Regions from separate parts of the Mus musculus genome. Here all the other regions are linked to region 3. A link is a contact called in public Hi-C and promoter capture Hi-C data. All regions are on one chromosome and are shown on one strand. Each heading gives the region's core, a stretch centred on a gene start, on an enhancer-like site or on the middle of the called end of the contact. The rest is flanking DNA. Distances are from core to core; before and after follow the strand shown.

Evidence for each region. Promoter capture Hi-C pulls out the DNA fragments that hold promoters and counts their contacts. A called contact is a pair of places that touch in the nucleus more often than the background predicts.
Region 1: a contact with region 3 is called in a Hi-C map of myeloid progenitors, with 2.7 times the contacts expected there. The contact joins the enhancer-like site here to the promoter of Lrguk in region 3. A contact is called at or near these places in 12 of 39 promoter capture datasets (the 3T3-L1 cell line, 3T3-L1-derived adipocytes, the C10 cell line and 6 more), 7 of 484 Hi-C or Micro-C datasets (the G1E-ER4 cell line, the HL-1 cell line, cortical neurons and 3 more), 1 of 115 datasets of contacts at active chromatin or transcription factors (astrocytes) and 2 of 9 other capture datasets (embryonic stem cells and macrophages).
Region 2: a Hi-C map of CD4 T cells shows a contact between it and region 3, with 5 times the contacts expected there. The contact joins the promoter of Cyren here to the promoter of Lrguk in region 3. A contact is called at or near these places in 1 of 39 promoter capture datasets (hippocampal neurons) and 1 of 484 Hi-C or Micro-C datasets (CD4 T cells).
Region 4: a contact with region 3 is called in a promoter capture Hi-C map of embryonic stem cells, with 4 times the contacts expected there. The contact joins the enhancer-like site here to the promoter of Lrguk in region 3. A contact is called at or near these places in 10 of 39 promoter capture datasets (the 3T3-L1 cell line, the C10 cell line, HPC-7-derived erythroid cells and 5 more), 1 of 484 Hi-C or Micro-C datasets (myocytes) and 2 of 9 other capture datasets (adipose tissue and liver).
Region 5: a promoter capture Hi-C map of the C10 cell line shows a contact between it and region 3, with 6 times the contacts expected there. The contact joins the enhancer-like site here to the promoter of Lrguk in region 3. A contact is called at or near these places in 8 of 39 promoter capture datasets (the C10 cell line, embryonic stem cells, frontonasal cranial neural crest and 3 more), 1 of 15 datasets of contacts at CTCF or cohesin (the NIH/3T3 cell line), 1 of 115 datasets of contacts at active chromatin or transcription factors (forebrain) and 2 of 9 other capture datasets (adipose tissue and embryonic stem cells).
Region 6: a contact with region 3 is called in a promoter capture Hi-C map of pre-B cells, with 4 times the contacts expected there. The contact joins the promoter of Agbl3 here to the promoter of Lrguk in region 3. A contact is called at or near these places in 2 of 39 promoter capture datasets (cranial neural crest and pre-B cells).

What each region holds. Positions count from the first base shown.
Region 1 is chr6:33,400,036-33,402,735 of GRCm38.p6, reverse strand. The region is part of intron 7 of Exoc4 (exocyst complex component 4); the gene reads right to left. Among named protein-coding and RNA genes, the nearest start is that of Gm38785, 41 kb to the left of the region's middle. Within about 2 kb of position 1,360, at least 20 of the 459 cell types and tissues checked have an H3K27ac peak or open chromatin away from gene starts, as enhancers often do. A contact at or near this core is called in the HL-1 cell line and myeloid progenitors, where this site is marked.
Region 2 is chr6:34,876,627-34,879,326 of GRCm38.p6, reverse strand. It overlaps Cyren (cell cycle regulator of NHEJ), which reads left to right and starts at 1,262. Exons shown (of 4, transcript NM_001135611.1): 1 at 1,262-1,427; 2 at 2,556-2,700. The coding sequence starts at 2,643.
Region 3 is chr6:34,028,141-34,030,840 of GRCm38.p6, reverse strand. It overlaps Lrguk (leucine-rich repeats and guanylate kinase domain containing), which reads right to left and starts at 1,393. Exons shown (of 20, transcript NM_028886.1): 1 at 1,088-1,393. The coding sequence starts at 1,384. Gm38786 (a long non-coding RNA gene) reads left to right here and starts at 1,117. Exons shown (of 4, transcript XR_868961.1): 1 at 1,117-1,201.
Region 4 is chr6:33,289,001-33,291,700 of GRCm38.p6, reverse strand. The region is part of intron 3 of Exoc4 (exocyst complex component 4); the gene reads right to left. Among named protein-coding and RNA genes, the nearest start is that of Exoc4, 41 kb to the right of the region's middle. Within about 2 kb of position 1,325, at least 9 of the 459 cell types and tissues checked have an H3K27ac peak or open chromatin away from gene starts, as enhancers often do. A contact at or near this core is called in embryonic stem cells, where this site is marked.
Region 5 is chr6:33,321,622-33,324,321 of GRCm38.p6, reverse strand. All of the region lies in intron 5 of Exoc4 (exocyst complex component 4), which reads right to left. Among named protein-coding and RNA genes, the nearest start is that of Exoc4, 74 kb to the right of the region's middle. Within about 2 kb of position 1,296, at least 12 of the 459 cell types and tissues checked have an H3K27ac peak or open chromatin away from gene starts, as enhancers often do.
Region 6 is chr6:34,779,086-34,781,785 of GRCm38.p6, reverse strand. It overlaps Agbl3 (ATP/GTP binding protein-like 3), which reads right to left and starts at 1,354. Exons shown (of 20, transcript NM_001289656.1): 1 at 727-1,354.

The DNA of each region.
Region 1 (2,700 bases), core at 111-2,610, 630 kb after region 3:
GCAGCCTTGTACCAGGTCATCAAAGACCAAGGGGTCAGGAAGAACCGGGAGCTAACACTGACTAAAGGCAAAGACAGGGGGAAGAGAATGGTAGACTGCGTGGCCCTTTAGCCTCTGAATGACTGTTAGGACGTCACCTCACTTCTCTAGGCACTATTTCCCTTTATGGAGGAGGTATGGCAGAGTAACTGGATTCACTAATTGAGAAACATGTACTAAGCACCTACTATTTACAGCACCGCACTAGACAGAGCAAATACAGCAAACAAAATGCACAAGACTAGAAAGACGGACTTGTCACAACTCTTTAGCTCTAAAATCCCATGACTTTCCAGAGCTTCACATAATAATTCAATCTACCATGCATGAGGTCCAAGGAGACTGGTTTAAAAAATCATTTTTCTGTAATATGTCTTTCAGATTTCAAATAATATGAACAAAATGGAAAGAATATAAAATAGTAGGGCTAACTTAAGAAACAGGTAGTTTCTTCAAAAAGTTAAATGCAAAGTTCCATGGGATGGCTCAGTAGATAAAGGCACTCACCAACAAAGCTGCCAACCTGACTTTGGCCCCATAACCCAGAGCTGAAGGAAGGAGCCATTTCCTCCAAGTAGTCCTCTCACCTCATGTGCTATGACACACATGTCATTTACTGTGTACATACACTAAGTAGATAGGTAAATGTGTAAATAAAAGAATAAATTAAACACACATATAAAAACAGTTTGAATGGAATTACCCTTTATCAGGGCAACAAAGCATCTATTAGACATCACAAGATGCCAAATTAAAAAGCCAATGCAATGAAGGGTTACTTCCTTTGGCGTTGTTGGCAAGTGAAGTCCCATCAATACACCCATCCCACACAATATTATAGGCTCTAGCCAATGCTTTTGGTTATCCTTCACAATGTGTCAGTAAGCCCACACTGCTGAAAACACTGTTTGCTGGAGTGACAGAACGAGGGAATTCAAGCTGGTGCTGAGTGGGAAGCTTCACCCCCACTGGCGAGAGTTCATAGTGCGAGAAGGTGCTGTGTACAGTACAAGAGGATAAAATGAATCGACAATCTTACCTAGCTGTGAGCCCTGTCACTACAATGACTGGCCTGACAGGACAGGCCCACTGGTACAACAGTAGCCAGAATGCCACTGGAGTACTCTCCATTTTCCAATTGAAGTTAAGGCCAAGAACATGTGGCTAGCCATGTCACAGTCCCTAGAAGGGAAGCTACTACTATCACTCTGCTAAATGGATAGTGTTGAGCCAGCTTCCACTGACTTATTGCTAAACCCATAAATGGATGCAAGAGCCAACTCTCAGCAGAGAAAGTTTCCCTTTGCAGCAGATGGTAATGAACACGGAGACCCACACGTGATCTAAGGGCAGAGAATGAGGAACTGAGACTGCTCCATGCTGAAGGTGCATCTAGATCACATGTGCTAATCCTAAGGCTCAGGGGTTGTGGCAGAAAAAGGTATGGAAGGATCACAAGACCCATAATGTGGATGACTGCAAGAAAACAGTGGCTTTCAAACACCACAGAGAAGTTGCACCAATGAATTCTCAGCAATTGAGCTAGCACAAACAAGACCTGAGCTGGCTCAGGCCAGACAAATCCAGCATGAAGAAGGGAGGTAAGCATAAAGTCTCACCACCGACAAAAAAATGTTGGCAGTTAATAGCTAATAAAAAGTGAGGTGTTTTTCTTAAATGGTACATGACCAAATGGGTGATTACATTCCAGTGAAGTCCACATACACAAGAGTATATGTGCAGAACCAACTATAACCAACTGTTTAAAAAGTCAAAAAGGTATTAAACCAATTTGGATGGTTAAGGAATGTGGAGAGGTGAGTGGAGGGGATGATGACAATCAAAATGCATTACATGGAATCTTCAAAGAATTAATAAAATTAAAAATATAAGAAACAGTAAGAATACTGGAACTGAGATAGGTAGGCTATTACACAAATGACCCTTAAAAACTTTACACTGTATAATAGACCAATACACAAAGGCAATGTAATGAACAATCTCATTTATAGAGAGTATAGAGAAAAAAATAGATATATGGAGTCAAAGGGAAGTTGGTGGTTACCAAAGGTTGAGAAAAAGGAAAAGGAGACACTGGTGATGGTGATTGACAGTTGATGACCAACTTCCTTTCTGAATGACAAACACATTCCAGTTTTAGAAAGTGTTGATAATTGAGAGAATATTAAAATATTAAAAGAAACTAATACTATCTTCTAAAATGATATTTTACTAAAGGTAAATTGTATCTTAACTTTTTAAAATTTCAAATTATTTAAAATTATACAAAAATGTTGGTTCTAATACTCAATAAAATAAATTAACTAACAAAAGGAAGGAAGGAAATTTCATAAACAAATGGAAGGCTGATAATTTCCTAAAGAAATATTTTAAATAATGTTCAAACCATTATTGCAAAGAAGTTTTATACTTGGTTCATTATTTTAGGTCCAAGGAAAACATCATTAAAATTGATTATCACACAACATAAAAAGCCATGTTTCTGTCAATTCTTTCCCTAATAGCCTAAGACTCCATTGTTTCAATACTATTGTACTTATTAAGTCATTATCCTACCCGCTTCTCCTTTATCAGTCTTTCCAACCCAACTATTAATAACCTTGATATTTATCCTGCAGTCATCTCTCCCTTGGTTAGTAC
Region 2 (2,700 bases), core at 13-2,512, 850 kb before region 3:
AAGGCAGGTCACACTGCAAACCTTGAGTCACTCTTCTGGGGGCTGAGAACCTCGCCTGGCAGGTGCAAGTCTGCATTTCCCTCCCTGTGCCCTGGGGCCCTGTCTCTGCTGAGCCCCAAACCCATGCCCAGGAGCTCGGTGTGGGGTCTGGAAGTACAGTCACGATTACAGTGCCTGCTGACTAAATGAAGCTGACGGACACTTGTTACTATAGCCAATAAATTTATCTGCCAATTTAAAAATAATAAAACCCATGTGGACTCCAGCACAGGCAAGTCTCCTAGCTTGGTCTTTCCCTCCTGCTGCTGGGGTCTTTGCTGACAACAGGCTCTGTATGCAGCCACACAGGTCTTTAGCCTTATTTGCTGGGTGGCCATGGAGAAGTTTTAAGAGATGTGCAGGGTCGGGAGAGTTATTAAGAATCAAAGGAATCCAAGAATGGAAGGATGCCCTCTCACCCAGCATTAGGCTTGCTTGGCTCACATCAGATGAGGTAGAGGGCCCGCCCTATTTACAGTCAATGAATGCTACTTTCTTGACAGCTAGGGGCTGCCCTCCCAGAAAGGTGGCAGCCTGGCCTGGTTCAAGAGCAGCTAAAATGACTCTAGGGGTCATCTGTGGGATTGGAAGCCATTGGTTTATCCCATTAAGAGTTGGGGCCTTTAATTTCCTGGTCCGAGCTATCAGTTTAGGATTGAGGATTAGCATTAGGGAAAGGCTATGGAGAAACCGTGCTCAATAGGGGAGCTGTGGGTGCCCCAGTCCAGAGTGCGGTGTTGACCTGCTGTTGTAAATCGAACTTGGTCACTCTTGATTTCTCCGTTTGGGGGCAGACAGAATCAGATCTGAGGTTTCCTTTGCTCCAGCGCTCCAGAGAAGAACCTCCCCTGTGAGGGCCTCCTACTGTGTTTTTTTCAGTCGTCTTCCTTGGCTTTTTCCCCAACCACCCAGGTTGCCTTAAAATCATGCATGCGTTTAGCTGAAAGATTCCGGACACCTGGGAGCTAGCTTGGCGCCTCCTCCACTTCTGCAGAGGGAACCTTTCTTTGCTTCCCCTAGTTACTGACTCTGGCCGCTAAGAACCAACGGCTGCGCCTCCGTCACAACAGCTGACAGAAACAGGAGCCTGCGGATGTGACCCGCGGTCTGCAGGGGGCACCCGGGGCCCTAGCGGCCAGCCAGCGCCCGGGTCCGGAGCGCGCACGCCGGGAGCGCGCAGGAGCCGGAAGGGGCGGGCGGTGGGATGCGTGCGCGTCTCGCAGTTCTGAATCCCCGGAACCCACGGGAAGGACCGCAGCGCTGCCCTCCCCTCTTGCCCACGGTTCCATCCTGTCCCCAGGCCCCCGGCTCTGCGCCCTCTGCGGTAGGGAGGGAGTGGCGCGGCCAGCTCCGCGCTAGTGCAGCGACGTCCCGCGTGTGCCTTCTGGGTGAGATTTTCCAGGGACCCAACGGGCCCGACCCGATCAGCGCTGAGCTCCAGAAACCTTGCGGCGGGCAGGACCTGGCTGCTGGCTCGATGGTCGATATCCAGCTTTCTACGACTTTGTGCACGCTAATTCTTAACCACGTCTGTTTCTCGTCTATAAAATGGACATGATACACATGTACTGCCGGGTCTGACTCATTTCTGTACACTGTCACTCACTGGATGGTATTCCTCTTAATCGACTTCTGTTCTGTGGCTGGACAAGTTGTTTGGTTTAAATGAAGTTATAAACAGTCATTCTGGATGAGCCAAAATTGTCTACTGGTGTATGTTGGGGGCAGGGGGAGCACTGCCCATTGAAATGTGTGAATTAGAAAGCCTGGGGGATTTAGTAATTGATATGTTTTGTAAAATGTGGTATGGGAGGGAGGGAGGGGGTGCCTTAAGCGGGCCCAAGCTGAACCCCCTCCTACTCCCAGGTATCAGCCATATGATGGGTCTAGTATAAAAAGAAGTTTATTTGGGGACATGAGAAGGGGGGTTGAGAAGGGAGTAGAGGCAGAGAAAGAGGGGACAGAGAGGGACAGAAAGAGAGAGAGGGACAGAAAGAGAGAAAGGGAACAAAGAAGAGGGAACATGTGGAGAGAGAAGTGGGGAGGGGGGTTCAGAGAGCATGAGAGAGGCCAGATAGTCCTTTTATAGCAAGCCAGGTTTGTACCTGGCTGTTGCTAGGTAGTTGAGTGGAGCCTAGAAGGAACGTTAGCATGCTAACAGTAACCAAATCACAGTAGAGGTGAGAAGTTTGTGACATAGATGGAGATGGACGATTGGGCCAGAATCCCCTTTCTTCCTTCCTTTGGGCTGTAGAAATGACAGGAAAGCATTTCTTGTTGCTGCAACTGCCTGTGTGGGGCACAGAGCAGGGGAGGGGCTACAGATATCTGTCTGCAGGCCCCATGTCCTATCTGCTGCTAGTCCTCCATGTGACACAGTGTACATGGCTTGGCCTTCTGGGCTCTGCTCACCTCTGGGTCACCTCAGGTCTGCCCTACACTGACTAGTAATTACTGCTGGTAAGTTGGAAGAGCGTTGACTTACTAGAATCTACTGACTTGGTTCCTCCTTGTAGGCATTGAAGATCGGCACCCACTGGGGTCAGATGAGCCTGGTGTGACAAGAGAGTGTGAGTTTTGGTCCTGTTCTAGAGAAGCAAGCCATGGAAACCCTAAAATCCAAGACCAAAACGAGGGTCCTCCCCTCTTGGATGACAGCCC
Region 3 (2,700 bases), core at 144-2,643:
ACGTTAGAATGCAACCAGCCCAGGAAGAAAGATGTAGACTAGGAAAAACAAAAAGAGGGATGAGGGGGGAAATAGGCCAAATATTCCAAGTGCAGGAAAGGGCATTAGAGACAAGAGCCCAGGGAAAGGAGGGCAGAAGTGGAGTAACGGGAGGTCAGAGGCAGGAAGGACAAGAAAGAAGGCAAACCAGGAGCCATGTTTGACAGGGGGAGAAAGGTGGCTTGTGAAGAAGCTGAGGGAAAAGAAGGGGGAGCAGCGAAAAAAGGCAAGAAGTGAAATCAAGAAAGATGTTGGTTCTGAGTAGCTATGACAGAGAGAAAAGCCTAACTGGGTATGAGAGGGAAACAGATCAACCTACGATTTTGAAAAAGCACAATAAATAGAAGCCAATACTAGGAGTAAGGGAATGCAAGGTGGAAGGAAGCGAAGGGATGAGGAAGGACAGTCGGTGTGTGGGAATACAGTCAAGTGGGGAAGGGAAGTGGAATCAGGAGATTAGGAAAATAGTTAAGAGCGTTGGGAACGCTCCCCATAAGCCAAACTCTGCCAACTAGGGGTGAGCTGGCTCTCTCTGATCATGCTGTGGCTCCCTTCTAACCAGAAAGAGTGGGAGTGCTTAAATAGGCACACAAATACCCCGAGCAGAAGTAACATATAAAACGTATACATTATTTCGTCTTCAGCAGAGCATTGGGATTTTTTTTTAAACCACCCTGGAGGAAGGAAGAAGATGAATGGCCCGCATAATTTTGTCAATGCGTAATTTTGAAAGCATTAAACCCATACTGGTACACTGATTTTTTTCCCCCCGTTATAACAGTGTGTAATCTGACAGATAAGAAACTAGGAAAAGAAAGTAAATATTTGGAGGGTTTCACCCCCTTTCTCCAAGACAGGAGGTGAAGCACACGAGAAATGGGGGAATAAAAATAAGCAGCAAAGAAAAGCCCTTGCCCTCTGGCTAGAGTGGAGTGGGCTGAGCCCAGGGCTAGAGAAGGCAGAAGCAAGCTGCCGCTGAGGCAGCCAGGTTGAGCGGCTGGAGGATGCCTGAGACTGGGGTGCGGGTTGGGGAGGGGGGGAGGCACACCTCCAAATTCTGCATTTCGGACTCCTCTGACTCTTCAGATTCTCCGTCCTCCTGTTGCTTCTCTTCTTGCTCCGCTTCTGCCTCATGAGAGCGGTGGATGAGCTGGTGGAGGAGGTAAGAGGAGGCGCTTCTGAAAGTCCCTTTTGACTTCAGACCCAGGGGGAAAGAAGGCCAACGGCCCTGACTTTGTTTTTCTGTGAGCGACAGTATCGCCTGGGCTGCAATGCGAGAGGCGCCCAAACCCCGCCTGAAACGGGTGCCTTTCCATCTCGAGGGATTTCGCTCGAAGGCCGCCATCTTGTTTATACGCGTTGCCTAGGAGACTGACGTCATGGCCCGCGGCGCTGCAAGGAACTCTGGGGGGCTGTAGTCCAAGCTTCCGTACTTGCACATTCTGTCAAGGTCTCCATTGGCGTTCACTTTTGCAGCGTTCTGCTGCTTCTTTTATTTTCCTCTTTACGTTCAGTGGCTAGTGTTGTTCCTTTTTGCATGTACTTTTAATCCCTTTTCTCCACCCACTTTCTTTGTCTTCTTGCTGCCTGTCCTTCTTTGAGCTTGTTCACCTCACATTTGATAACATTCACACAAGCATCTCCAGTCTGGCTTCATTCACACCATCGAACTTTGGAAGCATTTGACATCCCTAATTCTGTCGGTCGGAAAGCTAGTAAAGATGAAATTTAACACTATGCACAGCGCCGTGGGAGGAGATGAGGCCGTGACATAGAAGATTGAAAAGACCTGACTCCTCTCCTTTTCCTTTCATTGTAGATAATGAAGAGAAACTACCAAAGGATTTTAAGAGCTCATTTGTAGTTAATTTACATACCTGTCCAACTCTGAGTCTGGTCCTTGGGAAGAAAAAAGCTAGCAGTGGGACCAGAGGGGCAGATTGGGGAAGGGAAGGAAGGGAAAGGGAGGAGAGAAAAGGAAAATAAATCAAACTAATTGTAGTGTATCTGAACCCCTGTGAAGAGGTTAGTATTCCATCAATAATTAGTCAAGTGACCTGCATCTGTAATTATTTTCATCCTGCTGAATAGTTTTATCAAATGTTCTTCTTGAAGGATTAGAAAAGGCATGGCATTCTGCTAGTGTGATTTTATGAAACCCAAATCCTATAGCCTTAAGCTCCACAAAATAGACATGCTATAGAAAAACAGAACGAGAACTGTAGCAACTATTATTGCCATAGCAATGACAACAGAGATCCTGACAGGGAAGTTGTCTTCATCCTCTGGCCTTACTGGGCCATTTCTCCATGCTTCAGTGACAGCCATTACAAATACAAAATGATCCTATCAATGGCTGTCAGGGGAAAAGGAGAAAAAATTCTTATGGACACCATCCATTGACTATTATCTTTCTTAGTGCTTGAGGGACCATTAAAACTGACATAAAGCTTTCAGAATTACCTTCCTTCATTATCTTGCGGCTCGTAACTGGAAAGGGCGCAATGAAAGTATCTCTCTGCTAGGTTTGCCTTGCCTGTTATTTCTTTTCCTAGTGGGTACCGATTTTGACAAGGGATTTCTCTCCAACCTCATTGCCTTAGGGTCTGGATCCACCTAACTAAGAAGACTAGAGTGTTCGCTCTGCTCTTGCAGAAATTA
Region 4 (2,700 bases), core at 76-2,575, 740 kb after region 3:
GGACCTGGAGGGCATCATCCTGAGTGAGGTAACACATTCACAAAGGAACTCACACAATATGTACTCACTGATAAGTGGATATTAGCCCCAAACCTAGGATTCCCAAGATATAAGGTACAATTTGCTAAACACATGAAACTCAAGAAGAATGAAGACTGAAGTGTGGATACTATGCCCCTCCTTAGAATTAGGAACAAAACACCCATGGAAGGAGTTACAGAGACAAAGTTTGGAGCTGAGATGAAAGGATGGACCATGTAGAGACTGCCATATCCAGGGATCCACCCCATAATCAGCACCCAAACGCTGACACCATTGCATACCCTAGCAAGATTTTATTGAAAGGACCCAGATGTAGCTATCTCTTGTGAGACTATGCCGGGGCCTAGCAAACACAGAAGTGGATGCTCACAGTCAGCTAATGGATGGATCACAGGGCTCCCAATGGAGGAGCTAGAGAAAGAACCCAAGGAGCTAAAGGGATCTGCAATCCTATAGGTGGAACAACATTATGAACTAACCAGTACCCCGGAGCTCTTGACTCTAGCTGCATATGTAACAAAAGATGGCCTAATCGGCCATCACTGGAAAGAGAGGCCCATTGGACACGTAAACTTTGTATGCCCCAGTACAGCGGAACGCCAGGGCCAAAAAGGGGGAGTGGGTGGGTAGGGGAGTGGGGGTGGGTGGGTATGGGGGACTTTTGGTATAGCATTGGAAATGTAAATGAGCTAAATACCTAATAAAAAATGGAAAGAAAAAAAAAAGAAAGTAATAGTTTTTTTAAAAAAATTTGGTAGAGATATTCACAGAGATAAATGATATTAGCAACTATCTCCAAAAGAAATTAAGACACAAGCCAAAAAACGAGGAGAAGCAGGAGGCTTCAACCTCCTTCTCCTAGATAGCCTCCTACTCCCAAGTATCTACCTGAAGAGAGAGTGAACTGTAGACTGCCAGAGACACCAAACTCCAGGCCTCCCTGTGGATCCACTCTCATTTAGATCTCTAAGCAAACATGAGATCAAGGATTTGCAAAATTTTAAATATTTATCAGACAGGAACTAAGAAACACAACTGAATGAAGCTTTAAAGGTAATAGGTTCAGGTATTACTACTTTCATGAGTCATAATGATCACATGTTGGCTATTTATTTAGCTTGTTTCAACTAGTGAAAACTATCACAAACAAAGAACAATCTTACAATCCCACAAAAAAAAATGTGCAAACAAAGCAAAAGTCGCATGACAAAGCAATTGTTTTCCTAAAAGGGTTACCAGAACCCAACCCAGTCTAGCAAGCACACAAAGGGCTATCTATCTATTATTCCTAAGTGCTCACTGGTGAGGACTGGACTACACAACCTGAGGAGACAGGTTCATCTACAACAGAAAAGGAGACATTTCTGGAAATATGAGTCCTTGCCAGGATTAACTACTTTTGATAAAATAAAAATTAAAAAGTTTCTCCCACAATTTAGTCATTTACTTTATATCAGACTCTAACAGAGTATAGAGGCTAAAATGGAGGGGTCCTCACTCATGGGGACTGAGAGAGAAAAAAAGGATTACAAAGAGTCAAGCATTGGCTGAAAGGACCCTAATATAGCTGTCTCTTGTGAGACTAGGCCGGGGCCTAGCAAAAACAGAAGTGGATGCTCACAGTCAGCTATTGGATGGAGCACAGGGCCCCCAATGGAGGAGCTAGAGAAAGTATCCAAGGAGCTAAAGAGATCTGCAACCCTGTAGGTGCAACAACATTATGAACTAACCAGTACCCCGGAGCTCTTGACTCTAGCTGCATATGTATCAAAAGATGGCCTAGTCAGCCATCACTGGAAAGAGAGGCCCATTGGACACGCAAACTTTATATGCCCCAGTACAGGGGAATGCCAGGGCCAAAAAATGGGAATGGGTAGGTAGGGAAGTGGGGGGGGGGGGGGTATGGGGGACTTTTGGGATAGCATTCTAAATGTAATTGAGGAAAATACGTAATAATAAAAATATTTTAAAAAAAGAGAGAGAGATGATGCAGCCTAAAAAAAAAAAAAACAAAAAAAAAAAAACAAAAAAACCAGCAATCTTCAGCAGAAGCGATATCGACTTTACACAAAAAAGATACTATTGCTTAGCTGCCGGTCCAGCTACTATTTACAGACTTGAGCGGATACTTCCCTGATAGTGATCCTTTTGGCCAAAGATAATAGTTTTGAAACAATTTTGAAAACCTTCCTAGTTTAACTTTGAAAAGGTCTAGTCTTTGCCTCCTTGAATGTACCCATGAGCTGTAATAGTACATGCAGCCAGGAATAAATATGCCCATTTGTTCCTGAATAAAAATATTTTGTGAAAAGACATCCTACCTGTTATTATTTTAGGCTGATAAACCTAACAGTTTGGGGAGCAGGACTGAAAGCTTTGCTCTATCTGGGATATCAGAGCACTACTGTAAAATGCTGTGTCCTTTACAGAACTCTGAAGAGTGTCCTCTTCCTAAAATCTGTACTAGGACCTTTCCTTAATGAATTCCCACTTTGCTAAATACATACACACACACACACACACACACACACACACTGCTACCCACAACTCTCTGTATTTAACTGCATCCAATGAATGAGACACAGTTTTACTACTAGGCTATAACACCGTAAGTAAGAGATATAAAGTATATAAAGTAAGTCCTGCTCACAAGAATCC
Region 5 (2,700 bases), core at 47-2,546, 710 kb after region 3:
AACATCACTAATCATTAGGGAAATGCAAATTAAAAACTACAATCAGATATAACCTCAGACCAATTAAGATGTCTTCTATCAGAAAGGGAAACAGAAAATGACAAGTGTGAAGAAACAGAGCCCATATGCACTGGTGATCAGAACAAACACGTGTAACTGCAGTGAAAACATGAGGCTCTTCTCAAAAGACGGAAACACAGACTCATCCTATGATCCAGCATCTCCACTTCTGGATACACATTCCAAAGACCTAATAGGACGATAAAGAAAATGTTTACAGCACCACACTGTTGCCATGCCATGACCTAGAAGCAACCCAAGTGTCCGTCAACATGTGAGTGGACAAACACATTAGCATCTCAGCAATGCAAGTGTTTGGCCTTGAGGAGGAAGGACGTTCTGACACACGTTACAATTTGGCTTGACCTTAACAGATTATGCTGAGCAAGACTTGCTGGTCACAAAGTACAAGCTCTGTGATTCCAATGATACGCAGTGCACAGAATAGTCAAATTCCCAGAAACTCAATGCTAGCTGCCAGAAATGAAGGAGAGGGGGAAAGAGCAGCTGATGCATACACTCAGGTACAGACACTCAGTTCTGAAAGATGAAAGCCACACGGCACTGTACACACAGAACACACTGAACTTACACACTGTGATGGTAGAGCATTCACAGGATTTTAAGCAGAATAGAAGAGATGTAAAGCTTACAACAGAAACGCCCTACACACAGGTTGGACTCCTGAGTTGGTTTCCCTTTTAAGTTTTCCGGATCAAAGCGCTGTCAAGAGTGTGACAACAGATACTCAAGTTTCCTTTGCACTCCTGCCAGAGGAATTTCCAACAGATATGCTGAAGTGGAAATACCAAACTATAGAGAATATCCTACCTTTTGTAGAAGAAAGAAGGGTCATGAGAAAAGATATGTTTGTCTAATTGTTTGTTTAAAAAAAAAAGATAAAGGAGAAATTAAATTGGATTAACAAGAGAGGCATAAATGATAGTGATGTCTTGAGAAGAGACACCCACCCAAGTACTTTTATACAGTTGGGATGTTTTGTGTATAGTTCACATGATTATAAAATAAACCAAAGTATATGAGAGAAAACACTGATGCAAAGGAACTGGAGTGAAATAAAAAGTAGCTTCCGATGCTTGCAAACAAATGTGAGAGTTTGAATGAGGACAGTCCACATGGGGCAGAAGTCCACACTTGGCCAGGTGGTGGCACTGCTAAGTAGTTGTATGTGTGACCTTGCTAGAGGAAGTGTGTCACTGGAGACCTGCCATTTCGAGTTTGCTGTCTCTATTTCCTGTTTGGGGCTCAGGACATAAGTTCTCCATGCTCCCTTCACCATGACCACCTGCTGCCACACTTCCTCACTGTGATGGCGAGAGACTCTTGTACCTACCTCTAGAGCTTAAGTCAAAGCCCTTCCCTCTCCAAGTTCCCTTTGTCTTTAGTGTTGATCACACCAATAGAAAAGTAATTCATACATACCCTAAGCCATAGAGCATGCAATACAAGAGGCTCCTAATTATAATCTGCTTTACCTACTTAACAGTTCAACCAATATCAGAGAAACTTCACGAAGTCAATGAAAATTAACAACTAAGAGTGTGCAGAGAATGAGAGACTTGGAAGCACTCAATCCTAAATGAATGTCTTCATCAACCCCTCTAAGCTTGGGGGGATGGATGACTCCAAGTAAACAGTGTACTCCAGAAAGAACAGAACTGATGCGTACAGGAACTCACAGAGTCTGGCAGAATGCACAAGAACTGCACAAGTGCAAGCCAGACAGGATCCCAGCAACAAGAGGGCAAGTGCACACAGGGTACCACTCCTAACCAAAATGCTAGTTGCAATATACTCTAGCAAAAGGAAAAGGTTTTCCAATGGAGTGTCACTGGGTACATCAACCACACTCCAGGATGAGCCCCACAAAATAAACTCCATGATCTATCGTTCTTTCTTCCTTTTTTTCCTTCCTTCCTTCCTTTCCTTCTTCGTCTTTCTTTTTTTCTTTTTTATCTTTTTGACTCCTTGTTTTGCTTTGTTGGGGGCATTTTTCTTGTTATTGGTGGTTGTCTTACAGGTTTTATGATTGTTTTGATTTTCACCTTCATTTTTGTGGGTTGCATTTGGCTTCTGGCTTTGTTTGGAGACAGAGGGGAAAAAAGAATGAACATAAAACTGAGCAGATAGGGAAGTTCGAGGAAATGGTATTAGTTGGGAGTGGGATGAACATGATCCAAATATATTCTATGGAAAACACTTTCCAAATAAATAAATAAATAAATAATTTTTAAAGTAATACATACTCTAAGCCATATAACCTATAATAAAACCCCTTACATTAAAGTTAATAAATTAATTTTGCATACGCCAGCAAGATTTTGCTGAAAGGACCCTGATATAGCTGTCTCTCATGAGGCTATGCCAGTGCCTGGCAAACACAGAAGTGGATGCTCACAGTCAGCTATTGGATGGAACACAGGGCCTCCAATGGAGAAGATAGAGAAAGTACCCAAGGAGCTGAAGGGGTCTGCAACCCTATAGGTGGAACAACAATATGAACTAACCAGTACCCTCAGAGCTCGTGTCTCTAGCTGCATATGTAGTAGATGATGGCCATCATTGGGAAGAGAGGCCCCTTGGTCTTGCAAACTTTATATGCCCCAATACAGGGGAACA
Region 6 (2,700 bases), core at 105-2,604, 750 kb before region 3:
GCAAAAGAGGATATGTATCTGAGAGGGTTGGAAGGGGGATAAATGATGTAATTATATTTTAATTAAATAAAAAATTTAAGATGATGAGTGGATATGGAATGGGGGTGTGAATTTTAGAAGAGATGAAGGGGGATATATTTATAACCTGTCAGTATGTTTTATGAACAAAAATAAAACTTAAAAAATCTGTTGAAACAAGAGAGACAAATCACGTAAATAATTTAGTTGAAAAACTTCCACAGTATATAGCCAGGCCATTTACATTTTATATTCATAACTAAACACTACACTGCAATAGTAAATGGGGATTGTCTTCACGCATTAAAAAGTACACAAGAAAAGTTATAATTATTCAGACAATAAAATGTAGCAATAGTGTAAAAACTTTCCCCTTTCTCTTGAACTTTCAGTTGACCCGAGCTTCAGTGTGTATAACTTAAGTTTCTCTTTAACCGTGATCATTACTGTATATTTAACTTTTAAAGCCAATGACACCATTTGTATTGGAATAGCTACCAGAAGGTCCGGCTGGAGATGACCACTGTTGCTTCTAGGCAAGCCTGAAATTGGCATTTTACTAAAATGACATTTTCCTCCTGCTACACATGCCAGTGATTGTGCCTTTGGGGATAATACAGTTTTAGGTATACGTTTCCTCTTTTCTTATTTGCAATGAAATCATCCTTGCCAAGCTTTTACACTTTGGAGGACACCAAAAGAATTTACCAATTTCACAACTACTGGTGTTTGGTTCTCTCTAAAAGCGAGCCTTTTGACCACCGCCGACAAACACCTTCTCAGCCCCCGGTTGACGTCTACAGACGAGCGCGTTCGGGGGCGCGGACGGCGCGGAAGGCCTCGCGAAGCTTCATCATAAACGCCAACTGCAGTCGAGAGAGCGGTTTCTAGGTGACATCTCGGGGCGGAGACCGAAGCTTCAGCCCCGGATGACGGCTCGAAATTACGACAACCCGCCGGGACGCCCGGCGGCAGCTCCTTACGTGCGCGGACGAGGCGTGCAGGCGCTAGGCGCCGGAAGCCCGCGGACGCCGGTCCGCGCCCGAAGCGGCGAGCGGGGGGCGTGCGGCCGCGCCAGGCCTTCTCTCGGGGCGGGACCCGCGCGGAGCCTCCTCACTCACGCGGGCCCCGCGCCGTCCCGCGCCGAGGGCCGCATTTCCCCCGCTCCCCGCTGCCTAAGCGGCGCGTCCGCCGCCCGCCTCGTTCCCTGGGCCTCTTCAAGTCCGCCGGTCGTCCCACCCCTGCCGGGAGAATACTTTAGGATGTCCCCCAGGCACCGGGCGACGACAGGGTCAGAGCAAATGCCATCGAAATTCAGCGGTCGCTGAGAGAGCAGGCCGCTTGTTGCCAGGGCAACGGCTGTACTCTCGCGAGACTTTGGGGAGCTTTAGTGATTTCTTCCTAGGGACAGCTGTGAAGGTGGTGAGGTTTTTGGCGGGAGACATTGATGCTAGGGGATGATGGGAACTCCTGGCTTGGCTTATGGTATGGACCGGTTTGAGCATTGCAGGAGGGAGAGTTTAGCACTGGGGAAGATGCGACTGCAGTTTGTTCTGAGTGACTATAACTTGTTTGCTAGGTGCCTGCGCTGAGAAGGCAGTAGAACATACAGTTTAAGGCTTGTGTCTAGAGCCCCCCTTGACTTTTAACAACCTGATGACCACGGGCAAGTTAATTTTCTGAACTGAACCTTATTAATAAAAATGAACTAATTTATTTGAAGTTAAAAGGTTGAGTTCTATTTTGCACAATTATAATTCATTCTTATTCTGGAAGTGAGACTTAAAATACTTGATTTGGAGGAGTCATGGTTATATGTATAAGGGTAAATTCTCAAAAATTTCATCAGCTTAGAAATTCTTTGTTAGCCAACACTTTCACAAAGCAAATCTCCCACCTTGCCTTATTTAAGTCAATAAGACCCCCACAGCAGTCTTAGGATCTGTGTTTGTGTGTGTATATTTAACCCTGATTTGTTGGTCACTTTTCACTTTGGTGGATAATACAGTTGGAACAGTTTTCCAAGTAAAGTTAATAAAAGAAAAACCCATATAGACAAAAAGAATGAGGAGGTGTTCAGTGCCCTCATGGTTCGCATTAAGCGCTTCAGTTTCAGCATGGAAATGGGTTAGCATCTCTAGATTTGTTAACTTTCTGGGAATGTGTTTGTGTCAGACCTTGAGACTTTCTGTTTCTTTGGGCATTGGCCTGAGGAAATGAAGTGTGCCATTGATCACACTTGTTTGAAAACTAGTCTTCATAGTTAGTTGTGCTTGGTTTTATGCCATGTGTATATCACTAACGGAGACAATGCTCAGAGACTCTCTGGTTTGAGGGTATCCTCAAAGCTCCAGTACCGAAATTTACTTGCTCCTGTGGATATGTAAGAACAGAAACATAACCCTACTTCTGTTTATATGTGGGGCCGTTCAGGGGTAAGTAAGATGAATGAGACCATCGGCGTGGAGTTCTCATAATTAAAACTTAGTGGCTCTATAGGACAACAGAGGGCACCCACTCCCAGTTTCTGCTAAGGGGTACCATTTGGTCACTTGGGACTCTCTGCCTGCAAGTCCGTCACCAAATGTGTTCCCTTGGCTTGTACCACTAGAATCACAGTCAAGCTAGACTTTTCTTAAAACATCCCCCGCTGGTGGTATTGTGCTGTTGGACAGTAAATAG